Regions from separate parts of the Hordeum vulgare genome. Here region 2 is linked to region 1. The links are chromatin contacts, called in public Hi-C maps. All regions are on one chromosome and are shown on one strand. Each heading gives the region's core, a stretch centred on a gene start, on an enhancer-like site or on the middle of the called end of the contact. The rest is flanking DNA. Distances are from core to core; before and after follow the strand shown. Region 1 holds the start of LOC123443002 (transcription factor GTE8-like). Region 2 holds the start of LOC123443005 (ABC transporter G family member 31).

What was found. Hi-C and Micro-C count contacts between places; a contact is called where the count stands out from the background.
Region 2: a contact with region 1 is called in a Hi-C map of leaf, with 5 times the contacts expected there. The contact joins the promoter of LOC123443005 here to the promoter of LOC123443002 in region 1. A contact is called at or near these places in 2 of 6 Hi-C or Micro-C datasets (leaf and seedling).

Annotation. Positions count from the first base shown.
Region 1 is chr3H:68,946,358-68,950,013 of MorexV3_pseudomolecules_assembly, forward strand. LOC123443002 (transcription factor GTE8-like) reads right to left here and starts at 1,835. Exons shown (of 10, transcript XM_045119210.1): 1 at 1,353-1,835; 2 at 1-1,065. The coding sequence starts at 1,382.
Region 2 is chr3H:69,776,560-69,780,215 of MorexV3_pseudomolecules_assembly, forward strand. It overlaps LOC123443005 (ABC transporter G family member 31), which reads left to right and starts at 1,627. Exons shown (of 24, transcript XM_045119214.1): 1 at 1,627-2,103; 2 at 2,578-2,698; 3 at 2,967-3,055; 4 at 3,168-3,252. The coding sequence starts at 1,796.

The sequences.
Region 1 (3,656 bases), core at 585-3,084:
GTGCTCTGCTTTGTTGTCAATACACTGCTGTAACAAATCAATGATGTGACCAGGTAATTCTTCTGGGCCCTCGGTCAAAGAAGTTAAGCAGTCTCCAAAGGTTTCTCTCTCCTTGGATGTCATCTTTGGCTTCACAATCTCAGTTAGCCTGACAGGGTCTATTGATAGGTTACTTCGGTCCACAGGAGGGGTCTTCCTCCTCTTTGAGTCAGCCCTATCAGCCTCAACATGTGGCTTAGTGGCGGCAGTAGCTAACTTCTTCTCAACTGTTCTCCATCTGGACTCAAACATTTTATTCAGTTGAATGGCCAGATCATGCACTACATGCCCTCGAGGATTATAAGTTATCGCATTGTTAAAGGTCAGCCTGACATCAGCTGCAAAATCATATGGACTTGCGTAGGAACCAGAATCTAGCTTCTTCTTGATGGTCCCAAGGTCCATCGGGTGCTTGATAATGTCATTATAATCTGGAAGGTTCAGCTTTTCCACGTCTACTGGATCATTAAAAATATGACTACATTTCTGAGTCATCAGCTTCTTAAGGATAGCTTCGCACTGCTTCAGAATTGTAGCTTCAGGCAACACTGTAGACGTTTCAGGCCGGGGTTTTGTTGGCAAGAAGCGTCCCTTGGCACCACGGACAACATGGCTTCCCCGTTGCACTTTTTTAGATCTAGGGGCAGCTGACGATGAGAACGCAGGTGCTTTGCTGACAGGCATGATGGACAAAAACTCTGGCTTCTTGAGGAGTTCTCGAACCGAATCAAGCTCTGTCCGGAATCTCTTCCGAAGGTAGCGCCGCTCAGACGACGACATCTTAGACGGGACAAAGATCTCTCGCTTGACATCAAAGCCATCACTATTAAGGCTGATGCACTTGCGTTTTGGCACAGAGAAATCTTCCGAGCCAACACGAACAGGGCTGCCTGACTCACCCACAGTCTCTGCGTAACCCGCGCCACGGTAGGCTATTTCATCATAACTCCGTTTAGTCTGAATCTGCGGGCCAGACTCCATGCGGACCGTTGGTCCCATGTAACCAGGCGCCAGCGAGGCGCGGATCTGCAGAATAACGACAAACAGCTTCAGAAACCAAATTCAAATCTCTTGCCGGTTGAAACGAAAGCACACAAACCGAGATTTACATGCTGTGCAGCAAAACCCTAACATTACACCTGGCCCTGGGACCAATCCGTGCCAAGCGAGCCTATGTCATGGCTTGAAAGCGGGATATGGCAGCATCATTTGTTATGTTTTTACTAGTGAAATCAGTCAGATCTAAATCCAGACAGAAGCTACAAATGCACATGTCAACGAATGAAATTCAGATTGGAAGGGGATTAATTCACCTTAGGCTTGGAGATTGAGGTCGTTGGCATCTGGAACGAGACCGTGGGGCGCCCCGTGATCCCCTGCCCGGCGTCAACGCCCTCGGCGGCTGTGGCTCGAGGACAGATCCGCCGCTGTGGCTCGACGGTGAGCCGGCTAGCGCCTCCGCCCTCTGCCTACTGTGGGCAGGACTGCCGCCGGGTCACCGTGCGGGCGGGCCACGGGGCCTCCTGGGAGCGGGACGGCGAGCGGCCGCGGCGTGGATTCTCCGGGCTCCGGCCGCGGCGTCGGGTGAGACGGGAGGTGCAGGGTGCGATGCGGTGGGCGTCCGTGGCTGCTTATCCTTTTCCTCGACGAAGCGACCGAGCCCGAACCCCTTGTCCTCGCCGAAGCGACCGAGCCCGAACCCAAAGTAGAGTCGGTTCCTGCGCACGAGTCCAGTCTAGACCCGAAGTGGACCGGAGCTGAGAAGAGCGGAGCGAAACGGTACGATTCGATGCGACTTGACGCGCGGGGGACGGGCGCTCCCTCTAGGTGGGTATTTATAGGAGAGGCGGGGTGCGGTGGGCGGTGCGTGCCGGATCGTGGCCGTCGGTTCGCGGGGATCGGACGGGCAGAGGGGGAGATGTAGGCGCGGGGCCCGCCGGGACCGGCGTGACGTGGAGCGGAGCGCGCTTTGACTTTCTTCCAGAAGGTTTCTGGTTTGGAGAAGGATCGCGCGCTGTCCGACGATGTACCGTGGGGCGACGAGGTTTCCGGGCCCGCGTGTCATTGGGGTTGGGTAGGTTTCGTTCGGTCCCGTGCTGTTTGGGGAGCAGCCGTCTTTTGTCCGGCACGCGGGATCTGGGTGCGGGTGACGGCCTGCTGGATTTGGGGAGCGGTGTGACTTGGAGGTGAAGGCTGGTGACACGTGGAAGCAGGTGGGTCTTGAGACTCCTTTGTCTGCCTGCTGGGTGTTTCTCTCTTGTGAAGTGGAGCGACGGATTTCTTCTCGTCAAAAATGAAGCGAGCAAACCACGTACGGGATAGGAAAATTCCTATTTACCGTTGGATCATCAAAACTATTAGAGTAAAACGAGATTAAACGAAAGTGAATGGATGATTAGTCATGTTTCTATTCTTTATTTTAATAATAAAGCAATTAGTGTTTCTGTCGTTCGTCATTAATACTATCCCTAAAGTTGATATAAATTACCCACTATGCCACCCATAAGTAAAAAACGTTTCAGATTTTCCCACAGTTGCAGTTTGGTTTGTTATTATAAAGAGATGATACGAAAAGAGAGCACAGACACTCGTCCGCCATAGTGACTAAGGCATTGTTGTTCTACGTAGGTGACCAGCGTTTGATCCCCATCCTGTACAGTTTTTCCTTTCAATCCTTTTCTCACGCAGTGTCCTCCCTTCATGAGCCAGGCCGGCGTGTGCGGGGTTGGACTCTTTTATTTTTGTTCGTTTTTCTTTCTTCTTTTCTCATTTTGTTCTCATATTTCTACTCCCCCGTTTTTAAATATAAGACATTTTTGAGATTTCACTAGAACACTATATACGGAGCAAAATGAGTGAATCTACACTATAAAATATGTCTACATGCATCCGTATATAGTTTATGGTGTAATTTTTATTAGGTCTTATATTTAGAAATGGAGGGAGTATAAATTAATTCGGCATATCTAAATTTCCAAAGTGGTGAATTATAAAAATGTTCGCAAAATTATAAATTGTATGTGAATTCAATTTTTTTTAGGAAATCATAAAAGTTTCGTGGATTCAAACAATATTGGTGTATTTGTAAAAAAATCAAGATTTGAAAAAATAGACGGGAAATGATTATGCTCGTGATTTTGAAAAAATGATCGTGTGTTCAAAACATATTCGGGAATCGGAAATAAGTGTCCATCAAATTTATAAAATGTACACAAAAAGTAAAAAAAATTGTTCCCTGGTTTTAAAAAGGTAGAGTAATCTAAAAAATGTTTGTTGAGTCAAAAAATGCTCATGAACTTGAAAACTTTTTATGCATTTCAGAAAATCTTCGTAAACAAAACTAATGTTCGTGATTTTTTTGTGAAAATCCAAAATTTCAAAAAATGACAATTTAAAAGCTATTCACCAATTCAAAGTCTTCTATGTCTAGGATTTGATTAGATTTCCGAAAGTCTTTATATGTATAGACGTGGGAGTAGTTTGTGATCGATGAGATTTGTTTTAAAACTTTTAAGTATTTGCTTACGCAACATAATGACAAGTGTGGCGTGAAGTGGCAAGCTCATCACCTTAGAATTTAGCATGTTAAAAGTATTGTGCTCACGTGAACATCGTGA
Region 2 (3,656 bases), core at 377-2,876, 830 kb after region 1:
AAGACGACGCGCCATGGTAGAACCGACGACGTGCCATGGGGGACGAGACGAGCCCTAGGGCATGTGATGGGAAGTTGCAACCAGATTCTCGCGGCTACTGCAACCGGGGGGCGGCCCGTGATGCCGGACTGGGGTCTGGTGATGCTGGAACCAGCATCCATGAATGCTACAACCAGCAGCCATGGATGCTACAATCAAAAAGAGACGGACACCGATGCTTCAACCGGACATGGAAAAATGCTTCAACCGGCCTAGGAAAAGTTACAACCGGTGGCGGAAAAAGCTTCAACAGGCATGGTGGAAAATCTTCAGACCCCAATGGAAAAGCTTCAGCCATGAAAAAAAAGCTTCAACATGCATATGAAAAGCTTCAACCGGCGGTAAGAAAAGCTTCAACCAACATAGGAAAAGCTTCAACCGGCGATGAGAAAAGCTTCAATCGGCGGTGAGAAAATCTCCAACCGACATAGAAAAAGCTTCAACCGGCGGTAAGAAAAGTTTCAAGCGGCATAGGAAAAGCTGCAACTGGCTATGAGAAAAGCTTCAATCGGCGGTGAGAAAATCTCCAACCGGCATAGAAAAAGCTTCAACCGGCGGTAAGAAAAGTTTCAAGCGGCATAGAAAAAGCTGCAACCTGCATCGGGAAAAGCTTCAAACGAAGAATGGCTAGCTGACTATGGCGAGCGGTGGCGACGAAGCTGCATGGCGGTGCTGCGATGGACGCATGGCGAGCGGTGGCGACGGAGCTACATGGCGGTGCTGCGATGGACGCATGGCGAGCGGTGGCGACGGAGCTGCATGGCGGTGCTGCGATGGACGCATGGCGAGCGGTGGCGACGGAGCTGCATGGCGGTGCTGCGATGGACGCATGGCGACCGGAGGCGAGGGCGGCGACCGACGAGGACGAGGACCGGCGACCGATGAGAACAATACGGGGCACCAGCGGGCAACCGCCAAGCCGACGAGCTGCTCCGGCGAGCGCCGATGAGATGCTCCGGTGAGCGCCGATGAGATGCTCCGGCGAGCCCGGGGTGTAGGGGCGGGGGTTGATGGCGCTCGCTGCAGTGTCCTCTCGCTCGGATGTGCAACCCTGTCAAGACGATAGAGAAGAAGAACGAAGCGCGAAGGCATATCCGATGGCTATCCGTCGTTTGCAGCTTAAAAATCGTACGGCCCTAGGTTGACCGGCCGAATCGTTCGTGCCGGCGCACCCGCGCAGAGCGGTGCCCAATCCGTAAACGGAGTCGGATGCCTTTAGCGGGTTGGCCTGGCAGTAGATGGGCCGGTGAATGGTGAAAGAGTGAGGTTTAAACACTCCCTAAACGGGCTAGTAAATAAATTTCTAGAAGCGAACTTGCGTATTCTACTTTGATGTAAGTCACTGCAGTACGAGTTGGTGGCCCAAACGGACCAAACCGAACGGTGTAAACCCGAAATCCAGGCTGTCCGCTTCGCCTCTCCCCACCTCTCTCTCTCGTTTTTCCCATCTTCCGCCCCACCGGATCAAAAACCCCAACGATCAAAGAGAGACAAGCGGAGTAGTAGTAGTACCCGCACTGCACAGCGAGGAGAGAGAGCGCGGCGCGCCATAAATGCGGCGAGTCGGTGGATCCAGCCAGCCCCTCCATTGCCACTGTTCGGAGCGAGGACGCCCCTCCATAAATCCCCCTACCACCGAACCACCCACCCCTGCCACCGCCACCATTTGCTGCTATCTACTCCTACTTACTGCTGCTGCGGCGGCGAGGCGGAGAGAGCAGCGGGCAGCGGCTAGGGTTTTGGCGGGCCGGCGGCGATGTGGGCGGCGGAGGCGCCCTTCTCGCGGTCGGGGTCGTGGAGGGAGGCGGAGGACGAGCAGGAGGCGCTGCGCTGGGCCGCGCTGCAGCGCCTCCCCACCGTCGCGCGCGCCAGGAGGGGCCTGCTCAGGTCGCCCGTAGTCGCGCCGCCCGGGGCCGGCGGCCCGGTCGAGGGCGACGACGCGCTCTGCGAGGTCGACGTCGCCGGCCTCTCCTCCGGCGACCGCACCGCGCTCGTCGACCGCCTGCTCGCCGACTCCGGCGACGCCGAGCAGTTCTTCCGCCGCATACGCGCCCGCTTCGACGCGTGAGTACAGCCAAAGCCGGGCATGCTAGTACTACATTTTCTTTGCTCCCCGCATCGGTGCACCATGGCCGTCAGCGTGCCTTCCTCGGTCTCTGCGCGCGCGCGCGCTCTGCAAATCTTCTAGCGGCTGACCACGGGGTCCCGCTGCCGCAACAGTTGGCTGACACGCGGGCCCAACCGGCGCATCCAGCCGCTGCTTGAAAATGGTTTCTCCATCTCCATGCCGCCTGCATGCTTCTAGTGGCACAAGCATGCAGCCTTCTGCTCGAACTTGTTGGAGGAAAAACAAAATCTAGATACGCATAACTGGAACAGCTGACGTGTGGGCCCCACATGCCAGACTTGCGATTGTTGGCTTGCCACTCACCTAGATCGAGCTGCATCGGTTCTGGTTTCCAGCGCAAAAATTGTTGGGTTCTGCTCTGTGCTGAACCCTTTTTCTTTTTTTTTTTGTTCTTCATTTCCGGGATGCAGGGTGCACATAGAGTTCCCCAAGATCGAAGTGAGGTACGAGGACCTGACGGTGGACGCGTACGTGCATGTCGGCAGCAGGGCGCTGCCAACCATCCCCAACTTCATATGCAACATGACAGAGGTAATTGGCCCGTGATCCCCACCCCTCCATCCCAGTTCTCTATGTAGGTGAAAGTAATATCGGTCACGGGTTTCTGTTACTACGATTTAATTACCACCTTGTTTTACCGTGGATCAAACTGGGGTTTCTGCTGTAACTAGGAGTTCTGCCGTCAATCAGTTACAGAAAGCAGAGCAATTACCAATTTATTGGCTGCTAAAAAAAACTGCTCAATTTTTTTTTACCAATTTATTGTCGAGGTTCTTACTTTATTTTCTGTGAAATTAAGGCGTTTCTGAGGCACCTGAGGATCTACAGAGGGGGGAGAATGAAGTTACCTATATTGGACAACATCAACGGGATCATTCGCCCATCAAGGTACAATTGAAGATTAACTGGCGCTTTTCTGGTTCATCGACCAAGCTCTAATGGAGTTCTTCGTGAAAGAGAAGTTACTTCTGACAAATTTGATGTTCTTTCCTTGCTGCAGAATGACACTGCTTTTGGGCCCTCCAAGTTCGGGGAAGACTACCTTGCTTTTAGCACTTGCCGGTCGACTTGGTCCTGGACTAAAGGTGTGATATCAGATTAATTACATTTATTTTCGTATGCTCATTACTCATAGATGATGAGCAAATCTTTTCTATCACTCTCGACCAAATCTCTATGTGGGTATCACTTGATGATAAGTGGAGAGATAGTTTGGCACAATCCTGCTCGTGTAGCCTGAAAATGATTATCTGATGGAAGCACTCATCCCTATCATATTACAAGTTCAGAACTCTGTTATCAGCTAGCCTTAGCCTTCTCTGCTTTTGTTGCACTATATGTAAAATGAATTTATAAAATTTGTAAAAATGCAGTAGGAGGAAACCCCTCTTGTTCCCTCAAAAAAACTATCCTGATAGGTATAGTGAGCCTATCAATCAAGGTGCAATATCTGACATAATATATTATTACTGACCATCATCACTAATTG